Regions from separate parts of the Mus musculus genome. Here all the other regions are linked to region 1. A link is a contact called in public HiChIP or PLAC-seq, capture Hi-C and promoter capture Hi-C data. All regions are on one chromosome and are shown on one strand. Each heading gives the region's core, a stretch centred on a gene start, on an enhancer-like site or on the middle of the called end of the contact. The rest is flanking DNA. Distances are from core to core; before and after follow the strand shown. Region 1 holds the start of Ncbp3 (nuclear cap binding subunit 3). Region 2 overlaps Spns2 (spinster homolog 2). Region 3 holds the start of Tekt1 (tektin 1). Region 4 holds the start of Smtnl2 (smoothelin-like 2). Region 5 holds the start of Slc13a5 (solute carrier family 13 (sodium-dependent citrate transporter), member 5).

Region 1 (2,700 bases), core at 76-2,575:
TTAATACAGCAAAAGAAAAACGGAAGGAAAGAAAGGAAGGGGAACAGGAGAAAAGAAAATACAATCCATTGTTTTAACCCAATTTTGTACTTTGCATTGCAATCAATTGATGGTACCATTCTAAGGAATTCCATCTTGTTTGTCCCATGGTACAGACCCATTTCAAGAAAAGCTTGGATGTACAGTATCACCTCTTTTGGATCTTACAGCCGCACATAACTAGCTCATTCGGTCCTTATATTCTTCTGTGGAGGTGTGTCACTGTTCTATGTTCTGATGAAGGAACTGAGGTTCCGTGCCATGCCCAAAGTGACCTAGTGTATCTGAGTCTTGTGATTTTTTTTTCTGTTTTAGAATGATTTGCCTTTCTCTGAAAAGATTTTTAGGGGCTCAGATATATGGTCTTACCTATTCCTGGTTCAGATTGGGAGATAGGTCTAGAAAGGGCTAACTAAATATGACACAGGAGGAGACACAAAATCAGGACTCATGACAGACAAGAAGTCCCTTCTTCAAGTCTGAACAAGCCTTTCCTCTTTCCCAGCCAGACTCTTACTAGGAACATTTGCAGGAAATCTTGCTTGTGAGTCTCTGATGAGTAGAGCTCCCAGAAGTGACAAAATGGGTCTAAGCTCTGGTTCTGCCCTTTGGGTAGGTCACTGTGATCTTGAAGCACCCCTCTTCCCCTTTTAAGATAGGATCTTCTGTAGTTTAGGCTGGCCTCAAACTAGCAATTGCCCCTTGGTGTAATTGGGGGATAACCTTCAGCCCCTAGTCCTCCTGCCTCTATCTCCCAAGTGCTGGGAATACAATCGTGTACCATCCCTTTCCAGTTTAAATGTAGGCAGGGTTTTACCTTGGATCCCTGGATGGCCTGGAACTTAGAGATGTGCCTGCCTCTGACTCCTGACTGCTGGGATTATAGGCATGTAACCCCTACACTGGGCCCTAGTTTAAAATTTTGACCACATAATATGGCTCAATTACTGGAAGACTTGACAGAGCCAAAGCTTACTACGGAAATAACTTTGTAAACGCTCAGATTGCCTAGATGATAGATCGCGGTAACCGCTCAGCAGTTCTTAGAAGTATAGTCCTCAAAGTGCAGGTATTTTGGAACCTCAGACGACGCTCCACCTCCATCACTGCTTCGTCCCGCCCCCTACCCCGCGAAGTCCCGCCCCAAGCCGGCCCCAGGTTCCTAGGTCACCAAGGGGGCGCCAGAGATAAGGACAGCTTTCTGGTAGAAACAGACGACGCTCTAGGTGATAGCGGTGCTCCTCTGTGGTCATCGGCGACGGCGCTCTAGGCGGCGGGAGTGAGGGGCGGGCTTTCGGTGGTGCGGCCGGCTGGCAGCTATGGCGGCCGTCCGCGGCCTGCGAGTGTCTGTGAAGGCGGAGGCCCCCGCTGGGCCGGCTTTGGGGCTTCCGTCGCCCGAGGTGGAGTCCGGTTTGGAGCGTGGCGAGCCGGAGCCCATGGAAGTGGAAGAAGGCGAGCTGGAAATCGTGCCGGTGCGGCGCTCCCTAAAGGAACTGCTCCCGGTACGGGCGAGAGGGGCGGGGGCTGAGGAGGTCGCCGGGCGGGTGTCCCTGGAGAGTCAGGGAAGGTGGCGGACGGCGGCACTGGCGCAAGTCCGGGAACGCGGGAAAGGGGCGCGAGCGCCGAAAGGCGGGGGCCGCGCATGACCCGGAGAGCGCCAGAGAGAAAGGACGCCGGGGCGCCCGGAAATGGGTGCAGAGAGCGCTGGAGAGGCGGGGGATCTCGGAGAGAGTTGGGGACACCCCTCTCGCTGCCCCTCGGTGGCCCCGAACGGAATCAGCTGTGTTTGGTTGGAGATAAAAAGGAGCCGCGGGCGGGAACAGAACCTGAATCAGCCCTCAAAGAAAGTGTTAGGTGCCGCCGGCATCCAGGTCTCCTGGTGGGTCCTCCTTCCCCGGCCGAGTTGGTGTCACTTAAACCAGCTCTCTTCGCTTGGGAGGGCTAGACCTGTCAAACAGCAGACACTCGTGTGTTGGTATTGTGGATGAGGGTCCTCACGTCCCCGCACCTTCACTGCGTCTACTCTCGGTGGTCCCAGCTTCTGACACACAGTGACATTTGATCTTTCTTTAACCACAGTGGGTCTGAGGAGTGTTTTGCCTGTGGTTTGGTAGTCACATGCCCCTTCTTAAAGCTGGTCTGAGGCCTGGATAGCTCGGTTTTCACATACAACGTGAACTCCCTGCGCCCCCTCCTTTAATTACATGATAGCAGCTTGGTTTTACATTTGAAGTTATGAGTGAAGGCTAAGGTAGTGATGACAAATGACAATACCTTTGGTGACAACATCTATAGGTTATAGTGGATAGTGTATAGGTCAGGTGTTATCCATTCAGTCAGTTTAACATGTTTATATCACACACCTCTCTGTGTGCTGGTGTAATCCTAGGTGCTTAAGAGCGAACTCCCTCTTGGTGTTGCCCTAGTAGGGGAGACAAGTAAATAGTTCCCTTTTGTATTAAGTGCTACAAAAACAAACACACACACACACACACACACACACACACACACACACACACACCCTGTTAATAGGATAAAAAGCACAGTGGCCAGGAGGGATGTGAAGCAGTTGGTGTGTGTTGGGATGCACAGGAAAGTCCCTTGAGATAGTTAGATTCAACTTGAACCCCAAATGACAAAAAGGGGCCGACCATGTCAGTT
Region 2 (2,700 bases), core at 191-2,690, 580 kb before region 1:
CATTGGCCATTCCTGTTCGAACATCTCTGCCAAACATCTCTGCTGCTCTGTACAGCCAGAGTCCAGTGTTGCCTTAGAGTATGATAGACATTATCATAAAATTTTATTGAGAATACATGTATGAGAGAGAAGACAGATCATACAGTATTAAATAGAAGAGACGGTGACATTTCAACTCAGCAAAGACCTGCAGGAGACAAGGAAACAGTCATAGAAGTACCGGGGAAAGGAGAGCTAGAGTGCACTTGGTGTGTTTGCGGGGCGTGAAAGAGGCCAGAGTGTCTGAAGCAAAGTGACGGAGGGGGAAGGGTGGAAGACAAGGCTAAGAGGCCAGATGGAGTGGGATCCTCACGGGGAAGGCAGGAGATGCTGAACAAAGAACTAATGACCTGGTTTGGCTCTGCTGGGACAAGAGCACAGTAATGTTCAGGGACTTGGGAGAGAATGCCACTGTTGATGATGGGAGGGGTTGGTGTTCTAGGTGAGATACAGAGATCCAGGTAGAATAGAGGCCAACTACACAGACAGGGAGTCCCCTCTGTCTCATGGAAGGCAGTCCCACTGCCAGTAGGCAGATGGCCAGACAACACTGACCTCTGTACGCTAGGTTCATGTGTATGTGGTTTAGCAGCCTCTGGGGAGACAGTATTTAGGGGGAGGAGCAATGACGAGAGGAAGGGCGTGAGCAGGGCAAAGTGGGTTGCTCAGAGTAGCATGAAGGGTTCTTTTCTCCGCTAGACTTGAAAACACAGGAGAGGGGACCTGGTAATTCAGGTCTGTGACTTAAGCTTTGGGCAGAATCAGTCCTTGCGCCATAGGGTTCAACCCCAGCTCTGCACCTTCTTAGGTAGGCTCCTTTGCCAGGTCACATCTCTGTCATTGTCAGCCTCATTGATGTGCTGGTAAATGTGTAGAAACAGGTTCTCTAAAAAGGGACAGAGGAGGGGCCCCACGATGCCTGGGGGTTGTGCATCTCCACAGTATAAACACTCTACCCGGCTGAGGCCAAGTCACCTAAGAGATGTGAAGCTCAGAGCTTAGTACCTTGTTCAGTCATAGGCGTTTCCACCATTCAGATAAAAGGAGTTTACCTTAAGCACACTGATAATGTCTTGATGTAAGAAAGTAATTAGGAAGCGATGACTTCTGAGAATTTATCAGCTTCTTTCAGTACAGATCACTCAGTTGTAAGTTTATTATGATTTAGTTCTAACAATGGCTGTGTCTAACAATCGGCTCACACAATTCCTAAAAATTTAACAATCGACTCTCATGAGCCACTCTAAGCCAGCTCCCCACGCCAACTTCCTCATCTGTAAAATGAAGATAAAAATAGCTGCTGCTCTGGTGGCTTGAGTATTGGATGAGACAGTGTGGGGGAAGGTGCTTCATGCCCTGCCCTCCGAGGCGCAGGCTGGGTCAACAAGGCTCGTGTTTACATTAGCCAGGGCCAGTATTATTTCCTTACATCTACAGAAAGAATGCTTTCTTGTCAGCTCTGCCTCCTAAGACCTGCCCAAGATCAGATCAGGATGTGGACGAGGAAAAGCTTAGTCTCAAAGGGCTTACACATGTTTAGAGGGGAAGAGGAACAACTGCCTTCTGTATGCCAGTCTGAACTGGGTGGGGAGTGGGCAGAGACAATCTGAGTAGGCAGTGCCTCTTGTCTAGCCAAAGTGCAGGTCCTACCATGAATTGCACAGCTTGATGTACTTAAAGCCTGTGAATCAGTAAGGGTCACCAAATCCTGCTAATGTCAAAGTGGGTAATGAAACGTGCCTAGGAGTTCACCATGATGACAACACATGCACACACACACACACACACACACACACACACACACCACTCTCTCGCTCCCCCTCACACTATCTCTCACACACAGTCACACACACGCACACATGCACACATACTCTCACACACACGCACACACACTCTCACACACACACATTATCTCTCATACACAGTCACACACATGCACACATGCACACATACTCTCTCACACAACACACGAACACACACATACTCTCTCACACACACATACTCTCTCACATACATACTCACACACACATGCACACACACATACTCTCTCACACACTCACACACACATACTCTCACACACACACATACTCTCTCACACACATTCTCTCACACACACACACTATCTCTTACACACAGTCACACATACTCTCACACACACACGCACACACACTCTCTCTCTCACACACACACACACAAGCACACACACATACTCTCACACACACTGACACACACACACACACACACACAGAGGCACGCACACACTGTCACAGGCACGCGCACACTGTCACATTCACACACACATTATATAAATTTCAAGTCTTCTAATCATATTGTACGATGGTTAATGAAGCACGATGCTTATTGTTAATAACGCCTGCAGTTGTCACTGATGGATCAGTTATGACAGACCAGGCCCTGGACACACACTTGGCACATGCATTCATCATTTCTGTCGATTCTCTCTCTAACTTCATCTTACAGAGAAGATGACCCAGCTGAAAGAAGTGATGTCACAGGGCAACTGTATGTCTGAGTCAAAATTAAACTGTAGTTTAGCTGACTCTGAAGCCCTCGCTTTAAATCATATCACTTGATGCTAGACTGGGAAGAGGATGGTCCCCACAGACGCCCCTGACGTCAGAGAATATTCATGCTATACTG
Region 3 (2,700 bases), core at 80-2,579, 690 kb before region 1:
GGTGATGCTAAGCCTGAGCTGATGGTCCTGGGTTCTGCAAGAAAGCAGATTGAGCTGGGCAGTGGTGGTGCCTTTAATCCCAGAACTAGGAAGGCAGAGGCAAGTGGATCTCTGAAAATTTGAGACCAGCCTAATCTACAGAGTGAGTTCCAGGAAAGCCAGGGCTACACAAAGACACCCTGCCTTGGAGAAGAAAAAAGGAGAGAGAGGGAGGGAGGGAGGGAGGGAGGGAGGGAGGGAGGGAGGGAGGGAGAGAGGGAGAGAGGGAGAGAGGGAGAGAGGGAGAGAGGGAGAGAGAACGAAAGACAAGGAAGGAAGGAAGGAAGGAAGGAAGGAAGGAAGGAAGGAAGGAAGGAAGGAAAGAAAGAAAGGAAGAAAAGAAAGAAAGGAAGAAAAGACAAGGAAGAAAGGAAGGAAAGAAAGAAAAAAGAGAAAGAAGGGAAGGAAGGAAGGAAGGAAGGAAGGAAGGAAGGAAGGAAGGCAGGCAGGCTGAGCGAGCCATGATGAACAAACCAGTTAGCATGCCCTTCATGCCCTCTGCATTAGCTCCTGCCTCTAGATTCTTGCCCTGTTTTGAGTTCCTATCCTGACTTCCTTCAATGATAAACAAGCAATATGAACATGTAAGACAAATATGCCCTTTCCTCTCCAACTTGCTTTTTGATCATGTTGTTTTGTCACAGCAATAGAAACCCTAAGACAAGCAGTATTCTTTCAAATACATGAACCCAGACATGTTGTATAAGAAATGAACAGATGTGACGTCTGTAAGCCAACATCTGGGCATTGTGACTACAGGATAAAGACAAGGAACAGGGGGTAAGGCAGCCTCTGGAGACAGTTGCGGGGGAAAAAAAATATGATCCCCTGGCTCTGAACGACATCACATCTGTCTTCCATAGGCAAAGCTGAACTCTGAAAGCCTCCCGCTCTGGACTCTATAACCCTAGTATTTACCCTAGGGGCCTCTGAAGCCGTCACAACCAAGGATGGATTCAGATCTTGACTAGGCTAAGCATCAGGCCCCATGTAACCCCCTCAGACACTCCTGAGCTCTCCAGTTCAGTCCCCTCCTATGGTCTCTCCCGAGTCTGTCTCAGCGTGGCTCTCTGAGATATAACTTTGAACAAGTGTGAATAGTCTCGAAGAGGGGACCGATATCAGTGCTAACCGCTGATACAAAAGACACACCGCGTGGGTAGGGAGAAGGGGTAGGTGAGGTGGATCGGGGCTCACTTACCTTAGTTCATTAAAGAACACAAGCTTCTGTAGGGCACTCCTGACCCCAACCAGAGCTCCTGGTTCTGAGAGAACCAGCCGAGAAAACTGCGGTCTCTATGGCAACCGGACGGACGCAACGTTGCCCTAGTTAGAAGACTGCGCAAGCGCGAATGTGAGAGTGGTGCTAAAGGGTAACCCGAGCAAACAAGACAAAGAAAGTAGGTGGTCCGAAGTCTGATCCTGCTGAGAAAACGTCAAAACACGGGGCAGGAGATTGGGTCACTCGGGGTTCCCGTTCCCCGAGTCTCTGACTCCATAGATGCACAGCGGGTCGGTCTTGGCGCTGTCCTGAGCCGTAGATGACCCGGGACCACAGAGATACACACACTGCGTTCCACGTGGTCGTTGCTCCAAACCTGGAGCAAAGGACCTGCAAACCTAGCGACACACAGGGTGCATGGGTAGCTCCAGACAGGGGTAGGCAAGAATGGGTTTTCGGCCAGGTATCTTCTCCCAAGGCGTAAAACTCACCAAGCACTGAGCTTTTTCTCGGTTAAGATCGCACTGCTACGTGATCTTCAAACTGTTGTGGATTGAGTTAAAATTAGGCTTTCAGGACGCCAGCCACTCGGTGCCACGGCCATGAGTTTAACATAGCCATACACCATCTTCAAACGTTCGTTTTACAGGCAGCACGTTTATTTAAAAAACAAAAAAACAAAAACAAAACAAAACAAAAAAACCCTTTGCATTACTACTGGAAATGGGAAATTGGCGCTGTCTGTGTGGCAGAAAAAGCAATCATAAAGGTGAACACGATGAAACAAAGGCATAAAATTTATAACAATGTGAAGGCACTGATGAAGGGCTGGAGAGATGGCTCAGCGGTTAAGAGGACTGACTGCTCTTCCAGAGGTCCCGAGTTCAATGCCAAGCACCCACATGGTGGCTCACAACCATCTGCAATGAGATCCAGTGCATACCTTCTGGTGTGCATGAAAACAGAAAACAGAGCACTCCTAGTCATAAAATAAATACATAAACAAATCTTTAAAAGAAAGAGAAAGAAATGAGGGAAGGAAGGAAGGAAGGAAGGAAGGAAGGAAGAAAAAGCAGCGATGAGCTGGGTGTATCTGCTTATCCCTGGCATCTCAGCATGCCAGAAAAAGACCCTTAAGCTGAGGATTCAAATCTGAAAGACATATTGGAAATTAACACTCACCTTTCATTCATGTATGTATATATATATATATTGCTTTTTTTCAAGACAGGGTTTCTCTGTGTAGCTCTGGCTGTCCTGGAACTCACTTTGTAGACCAGCCTGGCCTGGAACTCAGAAATCCACCTGCCTCTGCCTCCAAGAGCTGAGATTAAAGGCGTGCGCCACCACTGCCCAGCTCATGTATCTATGTTCTTAATTCTGGTATTAATATTAATGAATACCTTAATTCAAAGACTGGGGTAGGCAAGGTGGCTCAG
Region 4 (2,700 bases), core at 157-2,656, 640 kb before region 1:
GGAATACACCAAGGCAGGGGGCAGAGGCAGTGTACTAAGACCCTGGCCCTTGAAAAGCACCTCCCACCCCTCCCACTCCTCCAACCCCTCCCACTCCTCTCCCCCATCCCCCACTTCCCTCCCCCCCCACCACCCCCCCACCCCGCCAGCAAATTCCGGGTCAGGATGGAAAATCCCACCTAAGGGCCACTGCACACACCATAGAAACAGTCTAACCAGGCTCTGTCACTCCAGGAGGTCGTGACCAAGTGGTAAAACTGGTCCACACCAGCTTCTGCCCAGAAATCTAGACACAGCTAAAGGCCCGTTCCCCCTCTCCGTTTCCAGTAAAGGGTCTGCCCTCTGCAACATGAGTTCCCAAACAGTTACTGATCAGTCCAGACCAGAGTGCGCTCACATGCGCGCGCGCGCGCGCGCGCGCACACACACACACACACACACACAGAGGCAACTCAGTCGGGGTTAATCTACAACCGGAACGGTCAGGCCTCAGTGAAGCAGCAACACAGTGCGCGTGAACAAAAACGTTGTAGGGGGCAGGTAGAGGACGCTGACCATTCCAACTTGCAGGTGAGGACCCAGACGACAGTGAACTATCAAAGACTGAACCTTGGCGTCCAAACTCTTAAAATTCATGGGTCAGATGGGAGAGGGCAGATCTCAAGGCAAAAACACCACCCGGATCCAAGAAAGAAGTGCAAAGCAGGTGCAGCAGGCCTACTAAAACAATGTTTCTCCTGTCCTTTCCAGCTCTGGAGAGCTTAAATGTAATCCCGGCTACCAAGTCCCAGCGGCAGGTGGAGGTATAGCTCTCTTACTAGAGGACGCTCGCCAGCGCACGCACTCAGAGCTGATGGGCGGCACCAATTTCCCAACCCTACACCCCAGGCACGCTCCTAGTCGCTCACATCCCTCGCGCCGCACCCCCGGGGCTCACCGGGCTTCGACCGGACAGCGAAAAGGTGGCATGACTGGAGAAGCGTGCAGTGCCCAAGCGGGGGGCGCGGTCGGTAACTGTGGCCGCCGGAGGGGGACTGGGCGTGCCGGGTGCAGGGGACACTCCAGTCGCCAAGCCCAGCGCCTCCACCTGGCGCGTCAAGCGTTCGAGCTGTGCCTGCAGCCGCTGGTTGTCCCGCTGCAGCTCGGCCACAGTACGAGCCAAGGGGCCGGCCAGGCGCAGCGCCTCTGCCACGCGCCGCTCCACGCCGCGCTGCAGCCCCTGCATGTCCTCGTGCAGCGCACGCACCGCACCCTCCAGCGCCGCCTCGTAGCGGCCCAGCGCCTCGCGCACTGTGTGCGCCTCCTCGGCGTCGGGGGACGGCTCCATGGCCGAGTGGGGCACACCGATCGGACAGCGGGCAGAACGCGGGAGACGTTGAGAGATCCGCAGCTCCTTGGGACGACTGGCGGGCCGCGGCTGGCTGAGCCCGAGGGGCGGCCGGAGGGGGCGGGAGCAGGGCGGGGCAGACCCCTAGAGCCCCAGGACTGGGCGCTGAGTGAGGAGGCGGGGCCGAGGGGGCGGGACAGCCCATTCCAGGACACCCCGCCCCTGGGGACTGGCCGGGTCGGTGCGGGATGCCTGGCCCCGGAGGCACTTAGTGAAAAGTTCTCCTTCTCTGCTTTGCAGGGATGTGGATCCCTGGGGGAGTAAGGAGTCCCATACACGCTTGACCCCAGGGAGTGGTGTGCGACCCGGTGAAAGATCTGGGAAGAAGACACTCGAAAGGACATTACTCTAGGAACAACAACTAAAAGAGTTATACATTTCCCTGTAGGTCCACTTTGGTTGGACTCTCCCCCCTGTTCAGGGAACCGCAGCAACTGTACACACACACACACACACACACCATAACCGCTCTGACTCACCTTTGTATGCATCTCCGGTCACCACCGGTACCATCCAGTTCGCAAATACTCACTTGTGAGACTTTTTAAAAAAATATTTATTTGACTTTATGTGTGTGAGCCTGCTTGTCTGTATCTACACAGCATGTGTGGTGCCCACATAAATCACAAAGTGGTGTCAGGATCCTCTAGAACTGGAGTTTCCAATAGTTGTGAGCCATCATGTGTGTGCTGGGAGCCGAGTTCTGGGGTTTCTCTGAAAGAGCAAAAAGTGCCCTAAACTGCTAAGCCCACACTTCAGCCCCCCACCTGTGACACTTTTGCCTGGGATTTCTTGCACCAGTTCTGAGATCAGGAAGAGTTATGTAGATGGTAAAATGCCCCTCCTATCCTCCTAGGCCTGCTCTCTGTGTGTGTGTGTGTGTGTGTGTGTGTGTGTGTGTGTGTGTGTGTGTGTTAAAGATGAACAGGAAGGTTGGGACCCAAATCCCAAAATCTTGCTATGAGCAACTTTGGGATCAAAAACTAGGATGTGCACTGCTGCCCCCCTCTTCCCCAAGCTCAGTCAAGAACCTCGATCCACCTGACAACCTTCAAACCTCTTTTTTTCTCCAGCACTCCTCTTATTCCAGAAAGTCCCCTTTCCCAGCCTAGAAACCCCAAACATCACCAAAGAAGGAGGGATGGAGGCAATTGTTGCTCAGGATAACAATATGATAGATGTTGTAAACATTTAAAATAAAGAAAAAACCATCTCATTCATTGTGCTAAAAGGCTTTCCTAACTCGATTTCTCTGGGCCTGGGCTATGGGAGGTGGCTCAAAGCCTGGAGAGGCCTAGTGAGATGATCCATAG
Region 5 (2,700 bases), core at 123-2,622, 780 kb before region 1:
GAGTGGCAGCGGATGAGTCCGCACAGTTGCTCTGCTCTCCTTGGCCCATGTGGAGCCTCTGCTCAGTATGTTTCCTCTGCCCCCCCCCCCGCGCCCCAATCCTAGGAGCCGGAATGATCCCCTTTTACTCCCAGAATCCAGTCACCCCATTGTACCCATCAAAGCACCCGGGGCCCGGAGAGCAAAGGGTCTTGCTGAAAGGCACAATGTGAAATGACTAGAAGCCCACCAGGGGACACCCCTCTCCTCTCAAAACCTTCCCTGAAGAGAGCCACTGTTTCTCAAACCTGCCTGTGGAGGGGAAGCAGGATCCGAGCAAGGTTTCCTGTCTGGGCTGAGAGTGAAAGGGTAGCCACATAAGGCTTCAAAGAGCCCTGGCCTCGCCAAACTGGCTGCACACAGCCTGACAGAGCCGGGGCCAGCGCTCCCGCCCTCCTCTGCTCTGCAGCCAAGGCCATTCATTCTCTCCCTTCCTCCCAGGAGCACCAGGAGGCCAGGGAATGGGACTCAGCTTCCCCAGCAACCGAGAGCCATGCCACCCAAGGCGTGAGCTCTGGGAATACGTCCTGCCTCCTCACACTGACTGCCTCAGCAGGCGGTGGGCAGTGCCCGACCTGCCTTTCAGGCTGCAGCAGGATTTGAACTCGAGAGTGGCTTCCTTGGCTTCCGAGCTAGAAAGAAATATAGATCATAGATGGGGAACCTGAGCTTCAAATATCAAGGCCAGATTATGGCAAAGGCATGATCCACTCTGTTCCTGTAGTTCCCTGCCTGAAGGCATCTACAGCTAGGAAATCTCTCTTTCCTAGAGAAGAGGCACAGAGGGAAAGAAAGCCCAGCCTTCAGAGTCTCTACTAGCTCGAGCATTATCTTTGAGCTGGACTAGCGTTGGTTGTGCACTCTGGGAGGAGATTTTGAGTCAGAGGCTAAGCCTGTCGAGGGGTCTGTGTGGTTCAGATCTGTTCTAACGTCCAGGTTTCCGTGTTTGCCCGGACGGCTCTTGCGCCCTGAAATCGGTGCACTCTAGGACGTGTTCACCTTAGGGTCTGTGCGTCCCTCGGATTCTTTGCAGAGCACCTCCTATCTGGTGCCTGGAGCGTCTGAGCACGCGTCCCAGGGGAGCTCGTCCCCACGGAGGAATCTATGCGTTCCAGCTCAGCGTTCCCGGGTTCCGTGCCCGTTATTGCACTGGGCACCCGGATTCCGCCAGGCTGCCCAGACACGCAACTGACCTTGTCAGGTATCAGAATGACGAGTGGAAGCATCAGGATCGGGGTGAAGAGCAAAATCGCAAAGGACTTGAACTTGGTCACACAAGTCTTCGCCGAATCCATCGCGTGAAAGGGAGACTGACTGGAGGGAGAAAAGATTGCGAGGCAGCTAGAAGCTTCACGAGCTTAAAAGGGGGACGCGCGGTCCCACCGGATTGGGGGCGGCTACAACTCCGCCCCCCATTGCCAGGCCTCCCTGCGGTCCTGGGGCGGAGCCACCCCTCGGGGTCTGTGGGGAGTGTCTGTCCCAGGACTCTGCCACCCCGCGGCAGAGTGAGGCGTTTGCAGATTTCAGTGCTTGGCACCAGCCCTCTATGGAGAGGACTGGACCCTGGCACCTCACCACTTGCCAGCCCGTTGGCGCTGCTCTGGTCCTCAGTACCATGCAGGGTGTGCCGGTCATTCTGCCAGCTTAAGCGTGAGGACCCTTTGTGTACTCTCACCTGCTCTCTCCTGGACTCCGGAATGTCCCAGATGAAAAACACCAGCCTGTAGGATTCTCAGGCTTCTCTCTCCAAAGCGTTCTCCTTCTCATCCCTATCCCGGAGGGGCGTCTCCTAGAGGCGATGGCCGAGCCCTGCGCCACCGCGGTCTTCTCACCTCCAAGATCCGCTGGCTTCCTCCTAGCGTTAGCCCGACTCTAGACATAGAACCCATTTCCCTCCTCGTGCCGTCTCCTACCCAGCGCACCGTAGGCGCTCTAGAGGGACCGCTAAGGAAGGCGGTCACTGTCCTCGCAGACCGAACGACTTTTACCCTCCAGCGAACGCGCTTGCGCAGGCCGGCCGTCTTTGCCCAGGCGCGGGTAGTTGCTGCCGCCCACTTACCAACCACCTCGCTAGTACCATTTTATGGTGGGAGACGGGGCCTTAGAAAAGAGGGGGCATAATCCTGCCAACCATCATCGAGGCATTCGTTCATTCATTAATCCTCCCCTTAACAGACCTGTGTGTAGTACCTGCTGTGCTAAGTCCTGTTTGGGACACCAACACAAGAGGGTGCAATGACATTATTGACACTTCGGTGAGTTCTTTCTCTTCTGCCTGCCTCTCATTCTCCTCTGGGGAGTCTTATCCACAGGCTACTTGACACATGGCTGAGTCCAGATTCCTGTACAGTCAGCTCTCACCACTGATCAAGATGCTATCTAGTTGCTGACATGGTTAGCGTGTTTACGACTAGGATGGCTGCTTCTGTTCTAAACATGGAAACCATCGGCGTACTCTGAACTATATACAACAGAGACCGACTATTAGCACGGCACTTACACTGTGTGTTAGGTGTTGCAAGCAATCCAGAGATGAAGTAAAGAATAGGTTATATGCAATTGCTACGAATTATATGAGACTAACCTCTCCTCCCTCTTCTCCACCCCTAGCCCTGCCACCACCACCACCAGGAAAGAACTACTGAATTCCCCACCTTCTCA

What was found. Promoter capture Hi-C pulls out the DNA fragments that hold promoters and counts their contacts. HiChIP or PLAC-seq counts read pairs in DNA pulled down with a chosen protein or histone mark. Capture Hi-C pulls out chosen DNA fragments and counts their contacts.
Region 2: a contact with region 1 is called in an H3K27ac HiChIP or PLAC-seq map of microglia, with 4 times the contacts expected there. The contact joins the enhancer-like site here to the promoter of Ncbp3 in region 1. A contact is called at or near these places in 6 of 39 promoter capture datasets (the C10 cell line, hippocampal neurons, liver and 1 more), 3 of 115 datasets of contacts at active chromatin or transcription factors (extraembryonic endoderm stem cells, microglia and pancreatic cancer cells) and 1 of 9 other capture datasets (adipose tissue).
Region 3: a promoter capture Hi-C map of liver shows a contact between it and region 1, with 2.3 times the contacts expected there. The contact joins the promoter of Tekt1 here to the promoter of Ncbp3 in region 1. A contact is called at or near these places in 2 of 39 promoter capture datasets (liver and pre-B cells), 1 of 15 datasets of contacts at CTCF or cohesin (large pre-B cells) and 2 of 115 datasets of contacts at active chromatin or transcription factors (pancreatic cancer cells and stem cell-derived neural progenitor cells).
Region 4: a contact with region 1 is called in a promoter capture Hi-C map of pre-B cells, with 3 times the contacts expected there. The contact joins the promoter of Smtnl2 here to the promoter of Ncbp3 in region 1. A contact is called at or near these places in 2 of 39 promoter capture datasets (liver and pre-B cells).
Region 5: a capture Hi-C map of macrophages shows a contact between it and region 1, with 4 times the contacts expected there. The contact joins the promoter of Slc13a5 here to the promoter of Ncbp3 in region 1. A contact is called at or near these places in 3 of 39 promoter capture datasets (hippocampal neurons, liver and pre-B cells) and 1 of 9 other capture datasets (macrophages).

What each region holds. Positions count from the first base shown.
Region 1 is chr11:73,046,542-73,049,241 of GRCm38.p6, forward strand. It overlaps Ncbp3 (nuclear cap binding subunit 3), which reads left to right and starts at 1,326. Exons shown (of 13, transcript NM_025818.3): 1 at 1,326-1,541. The coding sequence starts at 1,359.
Region 2 is chr11:72,465,846-72,468,545 of GRCm38.p6, forward strand. All of the region lies in intron 2 of Spns2 (spinster homolog 2), which reads right to left. Among named protein-coding and RNA genes, the nearest start is that of Gm40194, 9.8 kb to the left of the region's middle. Within about 2 kb of position 1,441, at least 162 of the 459 cell types and tissues checked have an H3K27ac peak or open chromatin away from gene starts, as enhancers often do. A contact at or near this core is called in adipose tissue, extraembryonic endoderm stem cells, liver and 3 more, where this site is marked.
Region 3 is chr11:72,360,553-72,363,252 of GRCm38.p6, forward strand. Tekt1 (tektin 1) reads right to left here and starts at 1,330. Exons shown (of 8, transcript NM_011569.3): 1 at 1,241-1,330. Gm34317 (a long non-coding RNA gene) reads left to right here and starts at 1,362. Exons shown (of 7, transcript XR_003949575.1): 1 at 1,362-1,439.
Region 4 is chr11:72,410,307-72,413,006 of GRCm38.p6, forward strand. Smtnl2 (smoothelin-like 2) reads right to left here and starts at 1,407. Exons shown (of 8, transcript NM_177776.3): 1 at 938-1,407. The coding sequence starts at 1,327.
Region 5 is chr11:72,265,232-72,267,931 of GRCm38.p6, forward strand. It overlaps Slc13a5 (solute carrier family 13 (sodium-dependent citrate transporter), member 5), which reads right to left and starts at 1,373. Exons shown (of 12, transcript NM_001004148.4): 1 at 1,233-1,373. The coding sequence starts at 1,334. It overlaps 1700051A21Rik (RIKEN cDNA 1700051A21 gene), which reads left to right and starts at 1,613. Exons shown (of 2, transcript NR_045922.1): 1 at 1,613-2,294; 2 at 2,650-2,700.